Regions from separate parts of the Danio rerio genome. Here region 2 is linked to region 1. The links are chromatin contacts, called in public Micro-C maps. All regions are on one chromosome and are shown on one strand. The core of a region is the stretch at or near the end of the contact, and the rest is flanking DNA. Distances in the headings are between cores, read along the strand shown. Region 1 holds the start of arid5b (AT-rich interaction domain 5B). Region 2 overlaps arid5b (AT-rich interaction domain 5B).

Evidence for each region. A called contact is a pair of places that touch in the nucleus more often than the background predicts.
Region 2: a Micro-C map of caudal fin shows a contact between it and region 1, with 2.8 times the contacts expected there. The contact joins the enhancer-like site here to the promoter of arid5b in region 1. A contact is called at or near these places in 2 of 18 Hi-C or Micro-C datasets (caudal fin and an unstated tissue).

Annotation. Positions count from the first base shown.
Region 1 is chr12:8,681,142-8,687,734 of GRCz12tu, reverse strand. arid5b (AT-rich interaction domain 5B) reads right to left here and starts at 1,404. Exons shown (of 10, transcript XM_073918238.1): 1 at 1,358-1,404; 2 at 830-1,084. The coding sequence starts at 1,378.
Region 2 is chr12:8,723,217-8,729,722 of GRCz12tu, reverse strand. arid5b (AT-rich interaction domain 5B) reads right to left here. Exons shown (of 10, transcript XM_073918238.1): 3 at 3,279-3,513. Among named protein-coding and RNA genes, the nearest start is that of arid5b, 40 kb to the right of the region's middle. Within about 2 kb of position 4,987, at least 3 of the 62 cell types and tissues checked have an H3K27ac peak or open chromatin away from gene starts, as enhancers often do. A contact at or near this core is called in caudal fin, where this site is marked.

The DNA.
Region 1 (6,593 bases), core at 155-2,654:
TCGCAAGAATCGTCAATAATTAATCTCATTTAAACCCTACTTACGTAAACGCACAGCAGCAAAAACAAACACACCATTGTAGAGGAACAATGTTTCAGCCCATCAAAGGGTTAAATCCCCAGAAAGAGCATTTCTATCGGGCAAACACATCTCAGCTTATATAAATATGTATACATCTATCATTTGAAATGAGACTGCAGCACCTTGACATAATAACCTTCATAAATGTCACTCGCTCCCTTTAAAGCACCGCAGCTGCTTGATCAGCGTGCCGTTATTATTAATCAATGCATATTGGTATTAGTTCAGCTCGCACATTCAGACCGTCTGCCAGAAATATTCCCCCTCATTACAGCGGCAACTGTACACTTCGCGTCGACCGCTCGCGTTATTTATTTGTCGCCTTGATCTAAAAGCGACACTCTTTTATCAACAATCAGCAGATCGCACCGCCACAACGAGGCGCTTTTCGCCTCGCTCAGTTTCCGCACTATTGTATATCAGATGAAACAAGCAAAACACTGATGTGACAACTTCACACAATGGCATCATTCTCATCGCCGCACGCTGCCTTGAGATGCATGCACTAAACGCTCGTATGCAAATGAGCGCACAGGCGAAATTAACACAAGGGTCCTCTCTTATGATTGCGCGTCTATTATTAAACGCGATGCATTAGATGTCTTGTGATCTCAGACAGCGGAATAGATGCGATGCAAAGCCGCGCGCGACTCATATTTCATGCACAGCACAATAAACACACATCGCGAAGGGGACGGAGCCCTTCATGGAGAGAGAGAAAAAAAGCTGGGAAAACATGAGACATTACCTCTCCGTGAGTGACATTTCTGCCCTGGGGGGTATCTTCTGGGAGAAAATAAAGTTTGGAGCTGGATAGAAGTTGCTTGGTTGTCCTTTCCTCCCATAAGAGCTGTAGTTCTGCTATGCAGATGGGGTCCCCCGCTTTACATCTGACCAAGAAAAAATCTCCCAGGGACAAAATCCTCGCTTTGCCTTCAAGGTGAAATCTAAACGCCTTGTAGAAAATGTAAGGTCCGTGCAAACCACAAGGTGAGCCTACCCACTGCGGAAACACAAATAGACATGCCATATTTATATTCCGCGACACATAAACTAACACATTTGATATAAGGCGCGATGCGAGGCGAGCGCAGCATTCCTGCTGATCACATGATAAATCACATTTATAGCTGAATATGAATGATGAATAAAAAAATTAATAACTTTTTTCATGGTAAACTTTCTTCCATTGGTTCCCTAGCATTACACAGGACTAGATACGCGCGCGTGCTGATATTATTAGAGGCTGAAATGAAAGCGGAGTGGATGATATTACCAGGAGTGAGTTGGGCTCCATCTCGTCGCTCTGAATTGATTAAACTCAAACATTCTCTCCAAACTTGTTGGCTTGAATGGATCACAGAAGGTCCTGGAAGGACAAAATATCAACGCGTTCTTCAACGCGGCGACCTTCAATATGAAACGCGCACGCTGCAAAGAAAACTCACATAAAATGTCCGAAATTGGTGTCTAATATTTGTTAAGGCTCTATTATTCCGCTTGCGATTATTTTTGTTCATTTTATGAACCCGCGCGTTCATATTAAATTCGTGAATGCAAATAGAGAGTGGCTCGTGTGGTGTCTGTCAGCGCCTTGAAGGTGTTTTTAAAAATCATGAGATGATCTTTCGAAATAACCTCGTACTCATTTTGAAAGTGCTTCGAAAGCAAAGCAGATTTACGAATTGACTGAATTTTTAGATGCGCACCCGAAGGAGATATTTAATAATATCATCCATGATGCCATTATCTACCTGCCAGGACCTGCGTAAAAGGAGGTTTGTATGAGTATACAGAAACATTTCCTGCAGAGATTCTTCCTTTTATTTCTCCACTGCATTTACTGTACAATAATCATTTCATATAATCGTTTTACTAACGCGGCTACGCCGACGCGCGCGGAGGAGTCCGGATGGGGAGAGGTGTTATCGGGATTCTCACAATCCTGAAGCGCGTGTTATGATGGAAAACGCTGTAGAAATGTATCAAGCGCGTGTAAACGCGACTAATGGAAACATTAAAATCGTCCTTTGAATTGGTGCCATTATGGCCGCTGTGATATGAACGCGGTGCTAAGAAGCGCTAGAAAAGCAATATCGCACCCCTCTTGTGTGCTTAAGGCGAACAAACGCGACGGTAGAAGATGCGTTTGATAAGAGAAATCACAAATCAAAGACCGTTGATGGAGCTTTTAGTCACGCATATATGTAGATTTTTATCGAAAACTACAGTTTTAGAGTAGTTTAAAGGAACTATTTTATGTTAATTACACGATTTGAACATTTACACAGATAAAGCCAATACATTTCCGTCGTGTTTATAAACATTTATATGCGCTCTGCGGGGTTCGGGCGTGCGTCGAGGGTTTTGTCATGTTAGTTATTGCTGCTGGATTTCGTAATGTATGGCTGTGCCCTTAAAAGTTGTAGCATATGGCCTAAATTACAGGATGTAACATTTACGTCAGCTATTTTTATGTCTTATGCAATGTTTTATCTCCAGTCACGAGGGGCAGCTGGTGATTATGGATGTGATCACATTCATGCTTCATATAACAGCTTAACCCAAATGAACTGAGGAGACTTAAATGTGATTTGGTAAATGTGAATCATAAGACATTGTTTTGTTTTGTGGGGGCGGGGCTTTATTCAGCTGGATGAAACGGAGAATAGAATACATTTACTGCCAAGAATGTAGATGAACATACAATGGGTGCACGTGCATAATAGCTGATGTTTTTAATAAATCAATAGTCAAATACATTATCTTTTTAATGTATTGACATAAAAATAATTAGCATACCAGTCTTTTCTACATGGTTATATATTATAAATTAATTGTTTGTGACATTTACATGATATACTGCATTGCATACATACATATACACACATACTTGCATATACATGTGTGTAGTTTAATATTAGAGAATATTAAATACATTCTATTGCAATATTTTCATTATAAATCATCATTATAAAAAGATGCAATATAAGGCTAAAATGATCATCAAAATATTGTGTAATCTGAATATTATATTTGTGTAGGGTTTACTGGATATTATTATTGTTATCGTAAGCTTATGCAATCTTAAGCATATCTGTTCACGAACATTCAAATTAGTTTTTTACATGAATGAAGATAACAAGATAATTCCGCTGTTACCCAATAATGGATTTACGCATTAAGTTATGCAACATTATTTAATTATTATTGTGTTATTACATCAATATTATTTAAAATAATTAAAATATTGTAATAACTTTGTATACATTAATATGAATAATTATATTTATTAATTCAATATACTCATATTAATTATATTAATGTTATTTATTACATTATTATATAATCTATGATAAATAGAAATGTATATATTCAAACAAATAATTATATTTATTAATTGAATATATGCATATTAATTATATGAATGTTATTACATTAATATATAATCTGATTTTAAAAAATGTGTATATATGAATAATTATATTTATTAATTTATTATATACATATTAATTTTATTAATGTCATTTATCATATTAATATGTAATATATGATATATACAAATGTATATATTCAAATTAATAATTATATTTATTAATTTAATATATGTATATTAATTATAGTATATGTTATTTATTACATTGATATATAATATATGATAAATAATATGATAAATAATATATATAAATATTAATTATTATATTTAATATATAAATATGCATTTTTTATGTTAATTAGTACATTATTAAATAATCTATAATATATAAAATATATATTGATATACATATATATATATATATATATATATATATATATATATATATATATATATATATATATATATATATATATATATATATATATATAATTATTTTTGATTTTATTTATACACATTAATGACTTTAATGTTATTTATTATATATTCTATGATATATATAAAATGTATATATTAATATGAATAATTGTTTTTATTAATTTATTATTTGCATATTAATTATTTTATGTTATTACATTAATATATAATCTATAATATATAAAATGTGTATATTAATATAAATAATTTTATTTATGTATTATACATATTAATAATTTTAATGTTATTTATTACATTAATATATAATCTATAATATAAAATATTTATTGACATGAATAATTATATTTCATTTAACATACACATATTTATTTTTATGTTATTACATTAATATATAAACTATGACATAAAATGCATATATTAATATTAATAATTATATTTATTAATTTAATATATACATATTTAATATTTTAATGTTGTTTATTACATTAATATATACACATTTAAATATGAATAGGAATAATATTAAATTTAATAAACTGTATAAATATTAATTATTTGAATATTATTTATTATATTAATATATCATTTACAATATATAAAATGTATATATTAATATGAATAATTATATTTATTAATTAAAAAAAATATATATAAATTATTTTAATTATATTTATTACATTAAAATATAATTTACTATATAAACATTAATATGATTAATTATATTTAATTTAATATATACATATATATTATTTTAATGTTATTTATTACGTTAGTATATAATCTATGATTTATAAAAATGTATATAATAATATGAACAATTATATTTATTAATTTAATATTTTTACATACTAATTATATTAATGCTATTTGTTACATTAGTATGTATAGAAATTAAAAGGAGGAATTGTTGTCTTTATGTAAGTCTAATCATTATGATGAATTAAAGTTTCATGATAATGCAAATTATTTTAAAGCAATACCATCATCCTTAATCTTGTCATTATGAACAAGAATAAAAGAAGATACTGCAATATTACTGGAATAAATTCCTGAATAGTTTAATGCATATATAATCTTGCTGTATAGTTTATTATTCCCATTCAATTTTGAACTGGCATTAATCAAAGTTTAATTTCCTTTGTTACCCAATGATTTGTTAAGCATTAGGCAATACCAAAATAGTTACTCGCTATAGCAATTAAAGTTATTTTAGATGCTGCCAACAGCTTAAATCTTGTCAAGTGGAATGAGCATTGGTCGTCTGCCAGCATTTCAGCAGATTTTATTGCAGCCGTGTGATAGTATGTGACCGTCCTTGCGATTGGAGGACCGTAAACGTCACGTCAGCCTATGATTAAAACCCTTTATTTGAGACAGTGAGCGGTAATAGCAAGTGCATTCAAGCACACCATCAATCATCCAGTGCACTGTGACACAGACTGACACGAGAGGTGAAAACACAAACAGATCCCAATCAGAGAAATGAAGCCAATGCACAATATGCTTCATATTGATTTTAGAGGCTATCGTTTTGGTTAGATGGATTAAAAGGAGACGCTTCATGTAGAATCAGGGTTTCATTTAAGTCAATTTTGAGTACTTTAGCTTTTTTGGCTTTTCTAAAAAAAATAAAAAATTTCAGGCTAATGGAAGGAAATAATTTAAAATATGTGTGTAAGTGTTTCTTTTGCCACATTTTATCAATGTCTGTAGAATTAAATTACAATAAAAAACACCTTTCATAGTTTTTTTCTCCTGCACCGAGCAATAAATCTCCACTTTGGCAGCATATTTGTTCATACATACAATTTTATTGAACCAAAATCGTGAAAATGCTTTTTTAAAACAAATTACGGAGTGATAAAAACAGATTCCCAAAACCCACTCCATGAAGACTTATTTGCTCTGTGCTAATATATGCAAATTAGAGCATATTTAATAAATAAGACCTCATCTGCATATATACGGTTGAAGAATTATTAGCCCCCTTCGATTCTTTTCTTCTTTTTTAAATATTTTCCAAATGATGTTTAACAGAGCAAGGAAATTTTCACAGTATGTCCGATAATATTTTTTCTTCAGGAGAAAGTCTTATTTGTTTTATTTCGGCTAGAATAAAAGCAGTTTAGAATTTTTCATGAACCATTTTAGGGACAAAATTATTAGCCCATTTCAGCTATATTTTTTCTCGATAATCTACAGAACAAACCACTGTTATACAATAACTTGCCTAAACCCCCAAACCTGCCTAGTTAACTTAATTAACCTAGTTAAGCCTTTAAATGTCTCTTTAAGCTGTATAGAAGTGTCTTGAAAGATATCTAGTAAAATTTTATTTACTGTCATTATGGTAAAGATAAAATAAATCAGTTATTAGAAATGAGTTATTAAAATTATTATGTTTACAGTAGGAATGTGTTGAAAAAATCTTCTCTCCGTTAAACAGAAATTGGAAAAATAAACAAGCGGTCTAATAATTTAGGGGGGCTAATAATTCTGACATCAACTGTATATATACACATTTTAGAAAACTTTAAATACATGAAAGTTAGCAATGTTTTACTATTTACTAACATAAAAAATGAACAATTCATGTACATTATTTATTAGTTCAGCATTTTGCTACTTTCTTTATCAACTAATGTTGACAAACATGAATAAATACTTTATATATATACACACTACCGGTCAAAAGTTA
Region 2 (6,506 bases), core at 3,738-6,237, 38 kb before region 1:
GTAGAAAATGCTTCTTGATCTAAGAACTTTGAGGCAGATGGACTAGAAACAAGACAAAAACTCTTAATAGGGTAAGTATTATTATTATTATTTTTTATTTAGTTTAAAACCAATCAACATTATCTTCCCACCACCGCTGACTAACCAATACCGACTATATATTTTAAAATGGAATGGATATTTTACCAAAAAAAATTTTTCATTATTTTGCGTTATGTTATTTTGGAAGAGTAATAGATTAAAACGCATTTAATGTCACCCTACAACCTCAGGGACCTATTAAGGTTACATTTTTAAACTGTAATATTGTAGTCTAAACCTAAACCAATCAAGACTAACTGTATATAATTTGAAAGCTTAAAATTTGTCATTTCCATATATAGTGAGGGAGTTTTGGTGGATATTACCGAGTAACAGTTATTTATTAATTTGCTGAAAGGATACGTATTATAAAGCATTCGTAAATCCTAATAAATTACTTTGCTAAAGCCATCCACACGTAAAATTGAGTTTAGATGTTTTTTAGAGGTTAAATAATACCAGTCTGCCCATATTAATCTAAAATTGCATGTTGACTTTACAAATATTGTCAAAAGTATTTAAAATATTGTTCACATTTCTCAAAACATAGGGGGCGCCCTTGTGTGTTCATCAATGTAAACTGCATATCATATATGACCTGGTGGTCATGTTTTGAACTGCAGCCAAACAAACTCATACTAAAAGCTAATCTTTTGATATATCAACTTGAAATTTGCAAAATATTTTGTTCAGATATTTAGCTTTGATTTTTTGCCAATTTTAAGCTAGAACATGTTTTGCAAAACATACATTTTATGTATGAAATGAACACATACACTTCTTTTCTTTAAGATAAAGGCACACAACTTGTGTTTAACGTTTTTTTTCACTTCATATTAAAAAAGTTGTGGAGACAGATAAGGAGTTAATTGCAGAAATCAATTCTTGACTTTTCAGTCACCCAGAAGAGGGATATAGCTAAAATAATTACCTTCACTTTTCCTAGCTTTATGTGATATTCAATACATCTATATACCCTTAATAGTTTTTCAGACATGAGAATATTTTCAATGTCTATACTAACAGCACATTATTGGGCCAGTTGACATTTCTGTGTGGAGTTTGCATGTTCTCCCCATGTTCGTGTGTGTGCTCAGCACATTTCAATGCTTTTGTAATTGAGTTTTATGTCAGTTTCATGCCTCAGGGAGCCCACTATAAATATTTGTGTGAATTAGCATTTGTGTCAAAAAACTGTCAAAAAGTTTTTTAGTAAAAAGTCTATTTTAGTACCAACTTGAAAATAAAATGAAATAAAAAATTTAATTAAATTAAAAACTAAATAAAAAATTTCATTAAATTAAATTACATTTTAACCTGGTTTTCACAAGATTTTTTTTCCAAGGACAAGTATTAAATAAACATAATTAAATAATTTAGTTATTTGCCCAAAAATATAAGTAGCCTATAATGAATGCCAAAATAACTTTTTTATTTAGTAAATGTTTGCATTTATTTTTATTTAGTAAACAGCATCTTTTCTATTTTGGCCACTTTAATTTATTTTGGGCTACCAAAATCTGAACAGTGCCTGTCCGAAGAGCTACCAGATATTTAGAAATTTTGCGAGACACGATAATGGGATGAATGTATATAAGCATATGAATAAAATTTTGACAGCCAAAATTGAGCTAAACTAAAAAAAAGAAACCTTTAAAAGCATTGCTAAATCCAACTAAACGTACTGCGCAATCACACCGGAAGCATAATCAAGCTGGGTGTGATTCGTCTGCACATTAATGAGCATTTACACACCATATTGTTCTCAGTTAATGAGAGACACAAACAAGCGAAAGAGGAAAAAAAGCGCTGAGGGAGATGAACACGGGCGACTCCCTGCCTGTTTAAACAAGTGTCACACTCAAACACTTTCTTGTTGTGTCTTGTACAATCACTTACGTTTCTCCTCGCCGTAAAAAAAATAGGTTTTGACGCTCATAAAAAAAGAAACATTCAAAGCGTGTTATTATGGAGGACTGCAGGCGTTTAGTCATGACAAACAACACACTGTGATTTCAAAAGCTCACTGAACACACACACTGCAATCAGAAACATTTGGGATAATTAAAGACATTGTAATGTTTTTTAAAAGGTGCTGCTTAGGTTGCCAAGTCTGCATTTGATCCAGAATACAGTAACTTCACAATATTAATGCTTATTTGTAACTAGTTAAATAAGACTTCCTAATATATAAATAAATATATATATATATATATATATATATATATATATATATATATATATATATATATATATATATATAATTTCATAGTTTTTGTCCAATAATGAGCAAGAATTAAAAAACTTCTTAATTAAGAAATGTTTTATGAATTTTTGAGAAATGTTGTACATTCCCTAAGTTGTACAATAAAAAAGGAAAATAAGAAAATAAATAGTTAAACAAAATAATAAATTTGCAATCGTCCCAAAAAAAATCCTAAAAACTGTAAAGTTGCAAAATAAAAAAGGAAATAATTAAATAAATAATTATAAAAAATTTATTTATTATTAATTTGTAATAAAAAAATCCTTAAAATGTAGTTGTTGTAAAACAAAAAAAGGAAGTAAATAAATAATTAAATTAATTAATAAGTTTGTAATCATCAAAAAAAAATTCTAAAAAATTTAGTTGTTGTAAAAAAAAGGGGGAAATAAGTGAATAAATAATTAAATAAAACAACAAATTTGTAAGAGTAGAAACTAAAATAAATGCAATTTAGTTGTAAAATAAAAAAGGAAATTGGAATATAAATAAATAAATAAACAAATAAATAAATAAAATTCACATTTTGTAATCATAAAAATAAGGCTCCTAAAAATATTATTAAGTTGTAAAATAAAAAAGGGAAAAAATAAGTACATAAATATTTAAATAAAAAATAATTTTGTAATCGAAAAAATTAATTTCTTAAAAATGGAGTTAAGTTGTAAAATAAAAAAGCTAAATAATTAAATAATTAATAATTTGTCAAATTCATTCAAATACCAGATTATCATAGCACATAGCACAGTTTTTTTAATATTTTAAAATCATTTTAAGGTCAAAAATATAAGCCCCTTTAAGCAACTAATGAATAATAAATTGGGGAAAACATATACAGGAGAGCTAATAATTCTAACTTCAACTGTACATCTGATGTAGAATGGCATCGCGTGGCAAACAGAAGAGCGAGTAACAAGAGAAAAGCTGCTCTTACCGAGTTCAGCCTTCTCTTTGAGGACGTCCTTGAAGTTGAGTCCGCTGTTGAGCGTTGACTCTCTGTATTTGTGGAGGGCTTCTCGCTGGCCATTCTTGCCCAGCTCCTTCAGCACACCGGGCTTCAGCGGGACGGCCTGAAGACCCTTCTTCCAGCTCCGCAAATCTGACACCATCCATTTTACCAGATCCTCCAACTTCACGATCACCTTCTCTGACACGGCGATAACTTCATCCTGTAGAGAGAGTGAGACGGACACAATCAGCAAGGTTGGAGGAGTAGTAAAAGTTCAGCCTTTTTAAATGGTTTTCCTCCCTGTATGTATGTTACATTAAACAGCAAAATAAATTAAAATAAAATAAATTATTTTTGATTAAAATTAAATTAAAGTAAACTAAAATGTTTTGTTAGATTTTTAATACATTAATAATAATAATAATAATAATAATAATAATAAAAATATTAATAATAATATCCATCCATCCATTTTCAACCAAATAAAATAAAATAAGTTATTTTTGAATAAAACTAAATTAAGATAAATTAAAATGTAATAAAACCTCAATAGGATTAAATAAAAAAAAACAATAGTAAAATAAAAGTATTTTTTATTAATTATTTAATAACAATGATAATAATAATAATAATAATATCATCATCCAGCCAGCCATTTTCAACCGTTTAAATTCAATAAAATAAAATTTTTATTTAATTAAAATTAAAATGTTTAAAAAAAATTATTATATATAAATGTAAATTAAATAAAAAAGATTTTGATCCTATTATTATCCTAATATTTATTATTATTATTATCATTATTATTGATAATAATAATAATAATAATAGCATCATCCATCCATTTTCAACCAAATAAAATAAGTTATTGTTGATTAAAATAAAATAAAATACATTTGTTCATAAAACTTAAAAATATATAAATAAATAAAAAATATTTTAATTAATTATTATTTATTTTTCTAATAATAATAACATCATCATTCCATCCATTTTCAACCATATAAAATATTTTAGTTACAATTGTTTTTTAATAAATTAAATAAATTAAAATTTTATAAGAAATTAAATTAAATTAAATTAAAATGTAAATAAAATAAAAAATATTTTGATTAATTATTTATTATTATTGATATTTTTAATATTATCATCCATCAGTTTTCACCAAATAAAAGAAGTTATTTTTGATTAAAATAAAATGTAATAAAAATAGAATAAAACCTAAACAAAATAAAATAATTATTCATAAATAATAATAATAATAATAATAATAACATCATCATCATCATCCATCCATCTATTTTCAACTGTTGTCAACCATTGTTTATTTAAAACCTTAAAACATTATGCAATTTTGAGTGCGCCTTATACAGGTGATTGTGCTTGACAAAAAAAAAGCCAGAAGTAAAAATATTATAAGAAATACTGTGAAAAAGTTCCTTGCTCTGTTAAAAATCATGTAGAAAATATTTGAAAAAGAAAAAAAAATTTCACAGGAGGGCTCATGACTTTTATTCAACTGCATATTGTAAAACACTCTAGCTTGCGCAATTGTAAATACTGTATTTTGGAGAGTTATCCCACTGTAATGCGTCACGGCAGTAAAGCAGAATTGGCCAGGCAGACTTGCTTACATTATTAGTTTATAAAATTGCAGCAAGAGCTTTGCTTGTGATCTGGCAGAGGATAACAGAAGGGTCGCGGTTATAGAGGGAATCTGGGGAACAGATGCGCTGGTGTTTGGCAGAGCTCTGGATCCTGCACTTTCTGACTGAGCGAACAGACAACATTCACCAAACGCTTCCTTTACACTGTTTGCCCAAGTCTGATTCAATAAAGCTGAGAAACGATCAGATCTTTTCTTCTTTTCTTAAAATAATTGTAAAAATATATATAATAATGTGTTAGCAAAATAAACTAAAATAAAAGTTGTTCAACTACAATAAATAAATGTAATAAAATTAATACAATTAACTTAAATTGAGTAAGTGTAATGTAACTAACTGTATACTTGTTTACAAATAAAATAAAATTAAATGTAACTACCTGTGTACTTGAGATTGATTGAGAAAACATCATAAAATAATGTAAAATCAATTTAAATTCAACTAACTGTGTGCTTGTACAGATAAAATAAAATAAATAAATACAATAAGTCAACTACAATAAATAAATGTAATAAAATTAACTTAAATTAAGAAACTTAAATTAAATAAATAAAACTAACTGCGAACTTGTGAATGATTGATAAAATAAAATAAAATTAAATTAATTAAACTAACTGCATGCTTGGTTGAAAAAATATAATAAAAAATCTAAAATTAAATTAAACTAACTATAGACATTAAATAAACTAATAAAATAATAGACTAATAAAATTAACTTAAATTAAGAAACTTAAAATAAATAAATAAAACTAACTGCGAACTTGTAAATGATTGATAAAATAAAATAAAAGAAAATAGAATAAAAGAAAATAAAATAAAATAAAATAAAATTAAATTAAATTAAATTAAATTAAATTAAATTAAATTAAATTAAATTAATTAAACTAACTGCATGCTTGGTTGAAAAAATATAATAAAAAATTTAAAATTAATTTAAACTAACTATAGACATTAAATAAACTAATAAAATAATAGACTAATAAAATGGTTGATAAATAAAACTAAGTATGCAGGTGTATATAACACTGTTATTTACATGTGTGTATTTAGAATATCAATACAAAATACAAATAATTGAAGCTAATTGAAGTGCATAGTTAATAATATAAAATAAAATGCAATTAACAGTATAGTTGTGCACAGTTAAGCCTATAAACACAATGATAATAAATAATGACATAAAAAATAAAATGCAGCTACCTGTATACTAGTGTGCGGTTAATAAAATAAATAAAATAAAATATTGCAACTGTTCAGTTGTTCAATTATTCATTTGTTTTCTTTTCGGCTTAGCCCCTTTATTAATCTGGGGTCGCCACAGCGGAATTGACCACCAACTTATCCAGCACATGTTTTACGCAGCGGATGCCCTTCCAGCTGCAACCCAAAACTGGGAAACACCCATACACTCCTGCACACACTCACATACACTACGGCCAATTTAGCTTATTTAATTCACCTGTACCGCATGTCTTTGGACTGTGGGGGAAACCGGAGCACCCGGAGGAAACTCACGCCAACTTGGAGAGAACATGCAAACGCCACA